Regions from separate parts of the Gossypium hirsutum genome. Here region 2 is linked to region 1. Evidence: chromatin contacts called from public Hi-C data. All regions are on one chromosome and are shown on one strand. The core of a region is the stretch at or near the end of the contact, and the rest is flanking DNA. Distances in the headings are between cores, read along the strand shown. Region 1 holds the start of LOC107899912 (60S ribosomal protein L28-1). Region 2 has its middle 11 kb from the start of LOC107900891.

Region 1 (6,174 bases), core at 1,195-3,694:
TGACCTTATATGTAAGGTCTCGTTTCTACGACTTCTTCATCAGAGGCATGCTACCACTGCAGCATTATTGGCCCATTAGTGAAAACACCAAATGTAAATCTCTCAAATTTGCAGTGGAATGGGGCAACCTTCATCCTCAAAAAGTATTTCTTTATTCTAAAACTTTGTATATATATCAAGAAAATGGGAGTTCATTTTTTTTTTCATTTTTAAAATTTGTTTAGGCACAGGCAATTGGGGAGGCTGCTGGGAAATTCATACATGAGGATCTAAAGATGGACAATGTGTATGATTACATGTTTCATTTGCTAAATGAATACGCCAAGCTCTTGAAATTCGAACCGACAGTTCCTCCGGGAGCAGTCGAGCTGTGTTCGGAAACAATGGCTTGCCCGACAACCGGTACGTGGAAGAAGTTTATGGTAGAATCCTTGGTGATGTCTGCTAGCGATGTAACCGCATGCCGTATGCCTCCACCTTATGAACCCCAAGAGCTGCGAGACTTTCTAGAAACAAAGGCTAATTCAACGAGGCAAGTGGAGATGTGGGAAGACCAATATTGGCTTAGTCAATATTAAAAGCAATGAAAATGCCTAACTTTTGGACCTCAAAAGGTGGTCATATATGCAATAGTTTTAGGATTTTCTTTATTAATTAAAACATCCAAACCTTTTTTTTTTCCAGTTGAATAGAGCAATAATCACACTGGCACATCTCTTATATAATATAAAAATTCACAACTTGGTTTAACAAAATTAAATACATAGGTGATAAAGTAATTTACATAGTATAATAAAAAATACAAAATCTTCCATAATGTTGGACTACAATTCAGGACACATAATAGCGAAAACTAAAAAACAAAGCCAACTCCTAATATATATGTACTTGAGATATATAAGATATTCTCGAGTTTATATTCTTTTTTTTAAAAACTGCCATCTTATAAATATGATTTTTTATGAGAGGATCAGTAAGGAAGGAGATAAGGAGGATAATGTGGGGTTCTAAAGGCCGAATTATCCAGACAAGATTGTTACGTTCAGGTAAGGTTTGATGGCCTAAAGGGCATGTCCATAGTGGAGGGAGTGTTCACACTAGAAAAGTTGGGGTGCCATGGGACACGAGTGGCATGTTCACAAAGACAGATGGACAATACTCTTCTAAAGGTAATGGGTAGTCTATTCACAAGGACTAGTAACTCGGTGGCCAAAACCCTTCTGGATGGGTCAAGAGATTGAATGGAGGTAGACTTTTCAAGGCGCTGGTAATCCGATGACTAACCCGGCAATGGAGAGCAGAGAGTTGCTTGCGAATGCTCCTCAAGCTGCTAGTTATATTGCCACGTGTCCAAATTCGTAAAGGGTGTACCAGACTTCAAACCTCAATATTTACAAATTCGTTTGTTAGCTCGAAGCTAAGCTTGAATGTAGTTAGAGAGTTCCTAACATATACTTGTGATATATATATAATTATATATATAATAGTGAGCCTAATAAAAGCTATAATCTTCCATAAATGTTGGACTATAATTCAAACAGAAAAAGCAAAGGGAATTCTTAAAGGAGAAATATAAGATAACCTTGAGTTTTCGGAGCTTAGTATAAAAAATAAATTTAGGATTTGATCCAATTAATTCATATAATCATTTTTAAAGGTTAATACTTAAGTTCAAATTCAAACCTTAGTATTTACAATCCATTTTCTTATCTCGGGTCTATGACTTTTTTTTGTTTAATACTATAGGAAATCAATCTAGGTTTGTGATTAGTTGTATCACATTGTATAACTAATTCTTACGAGATTAATTACCTAAAATATTGATATTCTATATTAGTTGTATCACATTGTGGACGGTGTAATTTTTGTTTTTCATTTATTTTCTAAAAATAGAACTATAGAAACCTTGGCTGCCAATTTTATTTTAATTACCCATCTTCTTATATATATCTATTTTATAATTGTTTATAATAATTATATTATGTTATATTATAAGTTTGATAAATATATGTATGAGATGATCCACAGTTGATTGATTAAAAAAAAAGAAGTGTGATAATGAGAAAATACATGTTGTATTGTTCTATTCACTTCTTTAGGTTATTCGATTACTATGAGAAGTGTGATAATGAGAAACTGCATGTCTAAGATTGGCTCCGAAAAGAAAAGACTTGGTAACGTTTGGTTGGGTGTAATGGCTATGCCATTACAGCCCTATTCTGTGGGCCCCACCTATTCCGATTTGGTTGGGTGTAATGCCCTATTACGGGCTTATTACATTACGCTTCTATTCCCAAAATTCTCTGATTTCTATTCCCTTCCAAAAGCTCAGTTTAGCTTTCCGTTTAATCCTCTTGATTTCTAAGCCCTGTTTTACCCTCCCAACCCGAATGCCACCTCCAGGTTATATGCTCTATCTTTTTTTTTGGTATTTTCTTTGATTTTTTGTATCGGCACCCGGACAATTGATTTGGGAGGTAGTGAAGAAGAACAATTGCTTTTTGGTGAGGCAGTTTGGAAGAGGAACTGCTAGCCTTCAGTTCAGCAAAGAGCCCAACAATCTCTACAACCTACACTCCTACAAACACTCTGGTATTCTTTTGATCCAAAAGTTTCATTTTTTTTACTATTATTTTTCATTTGAGGATATTTGATTTGAAGTTTTATTTTCTGTTTCATTTCTTTTTCGTTTCTTTAGAAGTGAGGCAGAAATGGTATTTTCTGCATGTGCAGCAGCAGCTTATTTATATATGAATTCGTAGTTATCGAGGAAACGCGAAGGGAAATATTGGGTATTTCTTAGAATTGGATCTAGTTTCTTGAAAAATTGAATGGATTTTAACTTAATCTAAGTAAATTCTAGGATTTTCTGGGGAATCCTAATTGATTTAGAAATCTAACGAAATGTAGAATAAAATTATTATTTTTATCTTCCGAATGGTCAAAATCGGAGAAGATATAATTTATGACTAACAAGCTATGATGTTTGTCTAATATATTGTATTTAATCCCCTCCGTTTCTCATGTTCTGCACATTTTTGTACGTTTTGTTTTTTAATTGAGTTACTCTGTAATTTTAGGGTTGGCAAACAAGAAAACAGTCACCATTCAAAGTGGGGGCAAAGACCAGTCTGTGCTGCTAGCAACCACCAAGACTAAGAAGCAGAACAAGCCTTCGGCCTTGCTTCACAAGTCACTCATGAAAAAGGAGTTCCCCAGGATGGCCAAGGCAGTCAAAAACCAGGTAAATAGTTAGTGTTTTCTGAAACTCATTTCTCTACTCTTTTATTGGGTTTGCTATTGGTAATTTGCTAATAATTAGGTTGTCTTGTGTGTGGAAAGAAATTGTTTGTCTAAGATCATGTTGGAAGCCTTTTTTTATGTTGGGTTTTTATATTTAATGTGTAGTCTATGAACTAGTAAAATTTGTTGGATTTCTTGGTTAAATAATGATTTTTCTAAAGGTGTAGTTACTTGCCATTCAAGCATAAATTTTCCTGGAAGATCTTGCAGTGATGAAGCAATAACATGTAAGAAGGATTTATTTGTTGGGTTCTTCTATGAAATTTACTTGTTACGCTTGGCTTCTGAGCTTTGAATGTTATAAAATGTCATTTCAATGCTTATATTGCTAGCTTTGGGCAATAATGTGTATATTTATGCTGAATTTTAGTGTGTGAACTTGCCAAGTGTGCACTGTTTTTGTGCTGTTAGTACTATAGATTTTCAATGATATTCTGAGATTTTGTTAATGTATCTTTCTATGATATACAGATATTCAGATAATCTAGTTTTAGGTGCTTTTCTAGTCTGCTTTTATAATTAAGTTGATTCTCCAACATTTCAGGTGACATACAACTACTACATGCCAGATTTAACAAAAGCAGCCCTTGCAAGGTTGAGTACTGTGCACAGGAGTCTAAAGGTAGCCAAGTCTAGTTTCAAGAAGAGGAATAGGCAAGCATTGAAGGTTCGTGGCAGGAAGTGAGCTAGACCTTTCAGGTTGTATGAGCTCTGCTATTTTCATTGCCCCAAACATTTTTTTACCCCTTTTTTGAATTTGTCTTATTTTTCATGGTTTGAACTGAGTTGTTGAATTTTATATCTAGATAGATTTTGAAACAACAGAGATTTGGAGCTATTTACCCTTTATTTCCCCCCTGATATTGAGACATTTGCTTCTGCCATCGCAATTTTATAGCCAACTATTATCCCCTTTCCAAGATAATCCTGCAGCAGTGGAACTTTGCAAGTGTCTGTTGATTGTGAAGTATATAACAAAAGGATGATGCATAATAACTGGGATAAAATATATAATTTCAGATGTCGATTTTATTATTTAGACTTTTCTTCCTTGGAATTTGTCAGATTATTTTAAGGTGGAGATTGAAAATGGTTGACCCCAAAACCAGAAAGTAGAATGCTAATGTTAGGATCAAGTGAAACAAAGAACGAAAATAAAGAACCAGGGCAAGGAAGTTCTCGAAACCAAAACAATCATGAATTGATTGATTAATGGAAACTTGAACATTCATCATTGATCTTTCTAGTATTATATATTATAGTATTATATATTTTATAGTATTATATATTATGATTTTAGTAAATTCATATAAGAATATTTAATATTATATTTTTAATAATAATTATTTTAAATTATATTTTATAGTATTATATATTATAATTTTAGTAAATTCATTTAAGAATATTTAATATTAAGAATTTTATTAAATTATATTTAATAATAATTATTTTAAATTATATTATATAGTATTATATATTATGATTTTATTAAATTCATATAAGAATATTTAATATTAAGAATTTTATTAAATTATATATTTTTATTAAATTATATTTAATAATAATTATGTTAAAATATGATTAAATTATTTATTATTTATATTAATAATCTTATTAAAATAATCATCTACCTAAAAAAAATTCTGCTAAGGGGTATTCTAGTCATTTTAGTTTTTTTCTTTATGCTATTACAACATCATTCCATTCAACCAAACACAACAATACTATTACGCCTCTATTCCATTACATTCAACCAAACAATTGAATTACTATTACGCCTCTATTCTATTACAGCTTTATTTCATTACAGCGAACTAAATGTGCCCTTAGTTTTTAAGTGGTTAAATATGACTCACCTTCCTTTCTTGGGATCCTATTTGGTGCACGGTTCACATTCACTTCTTCGATTTTTCCCTTAAAAGAAAAATTGTGAAGAATCAAAATTGTTCGTTTTTATAATTGATTGATTCTTATGAATAAATGAATGTGAATATTATAAAATTTCCATAGCATATATTGAAAGCATGTCATATAGATTAGGTAAGAATGCTACTAGGACTATTGTATGATCATTCTTGAAATCTGGGATAAAAACCTTGCATGGTTTTAAAATATTGAGTCGGAGAAAGTCATTGAACAAGACTTACAACCTCTATTGATGGTCCCTAAGTGCTAGCATAATCAAGTTTTGAACCGGTTCCTACCCTGGTTGCACCCCAAGGTAAACTTTATCATGTGGGTTCATTGGATGAGATTTCCTTTTAAGGACAACTAGTCTTGCATGACTCTCAGTAAGATTGTCCCAAGATGAATCACAAATGAAAACATATTCATGATGGGTGTTGAGTCAATGGTTACACTGTAATGACCCAAAATTCGCGGGCATCGAAAAAGTATAACATCGGGCCTCCGTCTTAGTAATTTGAGTTCAGAAATAATTATTAGAAATATTTATGAGGCTAGTTGTGTGTTTAAGTAGGTTTTGGATAGGTGAATTTAGTTTAATTATGAGTAATTAGTAAAAAGGATTAAATTGAATAAAGAGTGAAAGTCTAATTATAGATTAAAAGAAAGTGAAAAGGGCTAAAATGACAATTAAGCCATTTATATGAAATGAGGCGACATAAACGCTTAAAATCTAAGATTTTAATTAAGATATATATAATTATTATATGTATATAATTATTATAATTATTATAATTATTTATTTAAATGGTAATTTATATTAATTATATTATTTTATTATGGAATAAGTTAAAATCAAGACAAATGTGTGGTGATAGGATGGTACAAGTGTAATAACATATATATATACACTTGTATTATAATTGTTATTTATTTAAAATTTAAGTAAAAGATATTAATTAATTA
Region 2 (6,057 bases), core at 2,768-5,267, 35 kb after region 1:
TTTGCAACAATCACCCTGACACCATTGAACACATTCTTAGAGATTATTCCTTTACTTATCATCTCTAGAGCCTCTTCCTTTTCCCCCCTTAGCGACGAGCCTTGCTTTACTTTCTTTTTCAATCTGGTTTAAAAAGAATTTGACCTTGAAATTGACCTTCCACAACCACCGCATCCCTTGGCCTACTTTATCTGCCTTCATCCTAAGTAACATTTAGATTGCTAGAAATGCAATCATCTTTGACAGTCCTATGAATGGGGATGATATCAAATCCAAAATTATTTCCCTTTTTTTTGGAATATTTTTCTCTTTAAAATGGATCTAAATTCTAAGGTTATCCCTCCTCTTTTCAAATCAAATGGACCCCCCGGGCATGGTTGGTGCAAAGTCAACTATGATGGCTCCTCCTTGGGTAATCTAGGTCTTATAGGCTCAGGAGTTATTATATGAGATCATAATGTTTATTGGATTGCTTGATGTCATCATTACCTTGGAAAAACTACCAACATTATGGCTGAACTCTGTGCTCTTTGTGATAGCTTTTTTCTTGCGCAAAAAATGAATATTACTAATGTTATTGTTGAACTTGATGCCAAGTCTATTATTGATCTTTTAAATCATTCATCTTTGATAATGTTTTCCTCAGACCTCTAATTCATGATTGCAGGACTTTGTTGATGCAATTTCTAAGCAATCGTCTCTAGCATACCTTTCGAGAAGGAAATCACTATGATGATGCTTTAGATAGAGTTGGAAGGCATGTCAATCCTAGCCTTTTGTCTAATACTAGGACCCCTAATGATTTTTATGGTATATCAAGGATTTTATGTGTTCTTTAGCACTAATTTCAATTCAACAAAACTTTTATGGCAAGATAAAAATAAAAAGAACACCGATATAATTGTCAATGTATATTGGAATCGATTTCTTATGCGTATGATTATTTTAAATTATCTTCATGCAATTAAAAATTTAACTATTAGAATAGTTCTTTATCAATTTCATCTCATTTATCAAAAAAATTATTTCCATTATCCACGTTGTAATAGCCCAAATTTACCCGGCCCAAATCAAAGATAAATAAGCAATAAATATAAAACCAAAATTAAGTGTCCAAAATAGTCCTTTTACATTAGGCCCAAACTAAACACAACCCACTACCCAAAATCAAACTCGAATTACCCAATACATCTCAGCCCAATAACCAAAGCCCTAAACCTAAACCCTAGCAGCCTCCACGCCGTAACCGCCCAGGGCCTTCGTCCCCACGTGCCGAGCCTCTGCCAGGGTGCGCGCCTTCGCACATGCGCCACCACTGCTCGTTTTGGCCTCCGTACACGCCATGTTGGTCTCTGCCCTTGTACCTGTAAAATACACACGAAAATACACAGAGAAGGATAGCAGAATAGGGAGCAACAAAGGGGATTTTGGGGGGAACATTTTTCTTTTATTTTTTCTTTTTCTTTTCACTTTGTAAAAGCGGACGATAAAAGGCCATAAAAAAATGTTGTAAGGGGTGATTGGGGGATACCAAAAAAAGGAGAAACACAGTGTATACAGAAAGGATTCAAAGAGAAATCAAAAGAAAAGTTTTTGAAAAGGTGATATTTTTTCAGTGATATTCTCGATTTTTTAGGGAGATTCGTTTTTTATTATTGTAAGAAAGGGGGTGAGAGAGAAAAGGAGAGGGAATACTTACCTTGGAGGTGGGAGCATCGCATCTCAGCTCACTCCGCCGCAATCGGAGTCTGGGCTGGAGGCAGGGTGCTGAATGAAGCGGCGCGCCGTTTGAGTGGAGAGGTTTATTTTCTTTAGGTTTATTTTCTTTTCTGCTTAGGGTAATATACCTTTAGTGTGGGTTAAATGGGAACTCGTGAAACGACACTGTTCGGGCCGGATTCAATGGCCCTGAAACGGTTCCGTTTAAGCCGTGACCCGATGACCCGACCCAGACGCGGCTAGATCCGCGTGTTCTCGCGTAGGGAGGGATATTTGCGCGTCCAACCCCTTCCCTTTTCTAGTGCTTTCGACTCAAGTGTTTTCTTTTTTTTTTATTTGGTCTCATATTCTGTTTTTATTTCATTTTGGTCCAGCGTTCAACGCCGCGTTTTGGAGGGTGGGGAATATTCCCCTTTTGGTCCCCCATGTCATTCGCGCTTTGCGATTTGGACCCATTCTTTTATTTGTTTTAGATTTATCCCCTACATTACTGCTTTATTAACAATTTCGTCCTCTGTTTATTATTATTGCTAAGGATCATTTAATTTGTTATTTTACTATTGTTATTATTGTTATTAATATTTTCTTGACATACATAGTTGCTTATTTTTACATATATACGCACATACATTATTTTATTTCATTACACATTGTTATTTTATTTTTATATTCTAATAGATTAGCACATATTTGATGTTAATTATTATTTATATATTTCATAATACGTTTTTAAATGTTTATTCATATACTTTTGAGTATAATCCTATTTTATATACATATGTATATATAATTTATATCAAATATGTTTATCTTGCGTATGAATGTATATTATTGATTTTATTATTGTATTTTCTACTTATACTTAAAACATACATAATTTATTCCAAAAACTCCTTAGTGTATTTCATTTATTTCATTTTATGTATTATATGTCATTACCCTTTTTTTATAAATATTATTTATTTAAATTAATAAATATATGTTATTTTTTAAATTAATTGTGATATTTTTTATTTATTCGGGTATTATTATTCCATTTGACAACTTTTTAACTACAATTGTGATTTATTTCAAATTCTTATATATAATATTTATTTTCAATTTATTTGAATTATAATCCCTTTTTTCATACATCTTAAACTATTTTAAAAAATTGTACATTTTCATGTGCATTAATTTATTTAATGTTTTGATGGACTTTAAATTTATTAGTTTTTAAATGTTAACATAATATATATGATGTAGGAATTGCTCTTGGGTGTATTGTATTATTTGTTTGTATTTGTTAATTAGTCGTAGATCATTAGATTGCATTTTGTTTACAAATGACTACTTAATATTGAACATTATTCCATTGAGTTTCTTTCATTAAAATTTTGCGTTTAATATGGTTCAAGTTTCGAAGTCCCTTTTAGATGTTATAATACTCGACATTCATAATTCACGAGAGAATTGTGCCCTAACTTACTGGGCTTCAATTTTTCTGATGAATTCGGGTAATTAAACATCTCTATGGTAATAAAAAACCTCATGGTTTCTACAATAAAATTCTTAAGATTTCAAAATGTTGGATCCTAACTTACTGGATACGACATTTTTTTATCTCAATTTTAAAGTAAAGGCAATGTTCGATGTTTAAGAATTTCGAGAAAATTGACCCCTAACTTATTGGGTTCGGACTTCCCGATTGACTTAAATAATCGAATATCCTTCTTCGAATACATGATTTTCTTAAAAAGGGTACACATTTAATTCCAAAGATCGAATTGTTGCACCTTAACTCACTGAGTGCAGCAATTTATTTTTCACAATGAGTCTGTCTTATTATTCAATTTGGTTTACTCAAATTTAAACTTCAAAGATAGTATTTTAAAATCTTTTCAAAGTTTCGACATTAAGACATTAAACATTCAATTCGGTACTAATTTTGGGCGTTACGAGGGTGCTAACCCTTCCTCGTACGTAACCGACTCCCGGACCTATTTTCTCAAATCTCGCAGACCTAAAATTTATTTTTAATGGTGAACCGATCGCACCTTAATAAAAGGTCGGTGGCGACTCCCCTTTTATTTTAAATTCGATCCTCATTTTCCAAAGTATATAAAAAAGTGGTTTCGACACCCGTCCTTTTCATTAACAACAGTATTATAAAAGATAATTGAAAGAGAAAGGTTTGGGAAATACATTTTGTTCAATGATGATGGAGCCTGGCGTCACAATTGGTTTGGTCGGTATCTCTTCTTTTTTTTTTTTCCTTACAAATTTTCTAGGGGAAAGAAAAGACAAAGAAAGCAAGGTAGGGGATAAGAGATCTTTTGGGGGGAAATTAATGGGTTAATTAGAAGTCCGTTGTCAGTTTGTCACGTTGTATGGTGCAAACTTTTTTATCTAATTTTAAAATTTATCCTTCCACTTTATAAAAATTGAAAAATTAGTCTCTTTATTTTATTTTGTTATAATATTTTTTCTATATTTTATGAATATTAAAAAATTAGTCCAGTTAAGTAATATTGTTAAACTTTATTGACCTATAAATTAGTAATTCGACAATTTATATATAATAAATTAGCAAAAGCTAGCAAGTTAGCATTTTGTACTCAACGAATTATCAAAAATCAATGATTTAAGTTCCCGTGTTTACCAACAAATGGAGTAACTTCTATGTTTTCATAAAGTATAATAATTAAATTATGATAAATTAAAGTAGAGAAACTAACTTCTCAATTTTCATAAAGTAGAATAATGAAATTTATGATTAGACTCTTTTTTTCAAATTATGAATGTCATCCATCTATTCTATGAAAACTAAGAAGTTAATCCCTTTACTTTAATTTGTCATAATTTTATATTAAGAAGTCAATTCAATTAGGTAACTTTATTAAATCTTTATCGTTAAATTATTGACCCGAAAATCAATAGTTCAACCATTTATATGAAAAAAAAATTAGAAACTCAACAATTTATATACAATAAATTAGTAAAAACAGTAGTTCAAATTCGTGTGTTTATCTATAACTAGATTAAATTGTTAATTTTTATAAAGTACGAGGACCATATTTTGATAAATTAAAATAGAGAGACTTGCTTCACAATTTTGTAAAGTTGAGAGATGACATTCTAAATTATACTTTTAAAAGAATATAAAAATGTCTCAATAACTTCACCAATAATTAAGTCAACTTATTCAAATGTAAATTAAATTGAAGGATTAATTAGTCCTTCTTGGGAATTAATTTGAATCTATAAGGTAATTTACTAATATAAATGCATACAGTACAAACTTATGTCCCCGGGAGAAAGAAAAAGAAAAAGAATTATGAAATAAATAATGAAATTATTTATAAACTACTTGTCACCTATTAATTTAGTCAATAAAATAAAGCTCTGGTTTAATTAGATAAAAGAATTATGTAAATTGCTTTAATTATTTATGTATAATTAATCATTTTTATCTTCAAATACATATATATATATATATATATTGTTAAACTCTCAAAAGATTTTATATTACGAAATAATCATATACCAATTTAATTATTTAAAATTATAAATAAAAAATTATTATAGAAATTTAATTTATTAATAAAATTAAAATAAGTAATTTAATTTTTTTAAAATAAAATAATCTGGTGCAGTTTTTTTTCCCAAAACTGTTTACATTTTGTTTAAATTATCATTGTTTTGAATTTTATTATTCAATCATATAGTGAAACCATATTTTGGTTATTACTATAAATAATTTATATATAAATTGTTAATCTACCTTGATTAAAAACAAACATAACTAATAATGCCCTGATTTTGGAAGAAGAACAATAAATTATTATTTTTCTACTTCAAAATGTATGAAAAACTTTTAAATTTATTAATAATATATAAAATAAAGTTAGGAGTTAGTCATTTCCATCCTTCTTTCTTATTTCTCAATTCTCACCAAACCGAACATAATGAAAATATGGAACCTAATTTGATCAAACCACCTAACACATGCGCTGTTAATTAGATTTGAAACTTCTGAGTATTAATTCTAATATTGTAACAGATTTTTAGGAATTACCGTAGTGTTTTGAATAGTGGTTTAATAATTGGATATGAATAAAATTGTTTGTAATTATACAAGAATAATATGTTTGAGTAATTATTGTAATTGGTAAGTTTCATTGAATTTGGTGTAATTGGAGCGTCTCAATTATATTTTCCAATTCTTAAGAGAAGGGTGAGAATTTGAGTAATTATACACGTAATTACACTCAAATCCAATTTTAGAAATTATTTTTATACAAATTGTAAAGAATTATTATATGCATGACTGTTTGAGATGCTTATGTACAAAATTTC

The links. A called contact is a pair of places that touch in the nucleus more often than the background predicts.
Region 2: a contact with region 1 is called in a Hi-C map of leaf, with 3 times the contacts expected there. The contact joins the enhancer-like site here to the promoter of LOC107899912 in region 1. A contact is called at or near these places in 11 of 34 Hi-C or Micro-C datasets (cotyledon, fibers, hypocotyl and 1 more).

The regions. Positions count from the first base shown.
Region 1 is chrD08:50,852,924-50,859,097 of Gossypium_hirsutum_v2.1, forward strand. It overlaps LOC107899912 (60S ribosomal protein L28-1), which reads left to right and starts at 2,445. Exons shown (of 3, transcript XM_016825649.2): 1 at 2,445-2,592; 2 at 3,081-3,244; 3 at 3,848-4,141. The coding sequence starts at 2,445. The coding sequence ends at 3,988. It overlaps LOC121220650 (small nucleolar RNA R24), which reads left to right and starts at 3,507; the gene lies at 3,507-3,596. It overlaps LOC107900894 (O-glucosyltransferase rumi homolog), which reads left to right. Exons shown (of 6, transcript XM_016826670.2): 5 at 1-143; 6 at 225-678. The coding sequence ends at 578.
Region 2 is chrD08:50,886,549-50,892,605 of Gossypium_hirsutum_v2.1, forward strand. No RefSeq gene overlaps it. Among protein-coding and RNA genes, the nearest start is that of LOC107900891, 11 kb to the right of the region's middle. Within about 2 kb of position 4,018, at least 1 of the 9 cell types and tissues checked has an H3K27ac peak or open chromatin away from gene starts, as enhancers often do. A contact at or near this core is called in leaf, where this site is marked.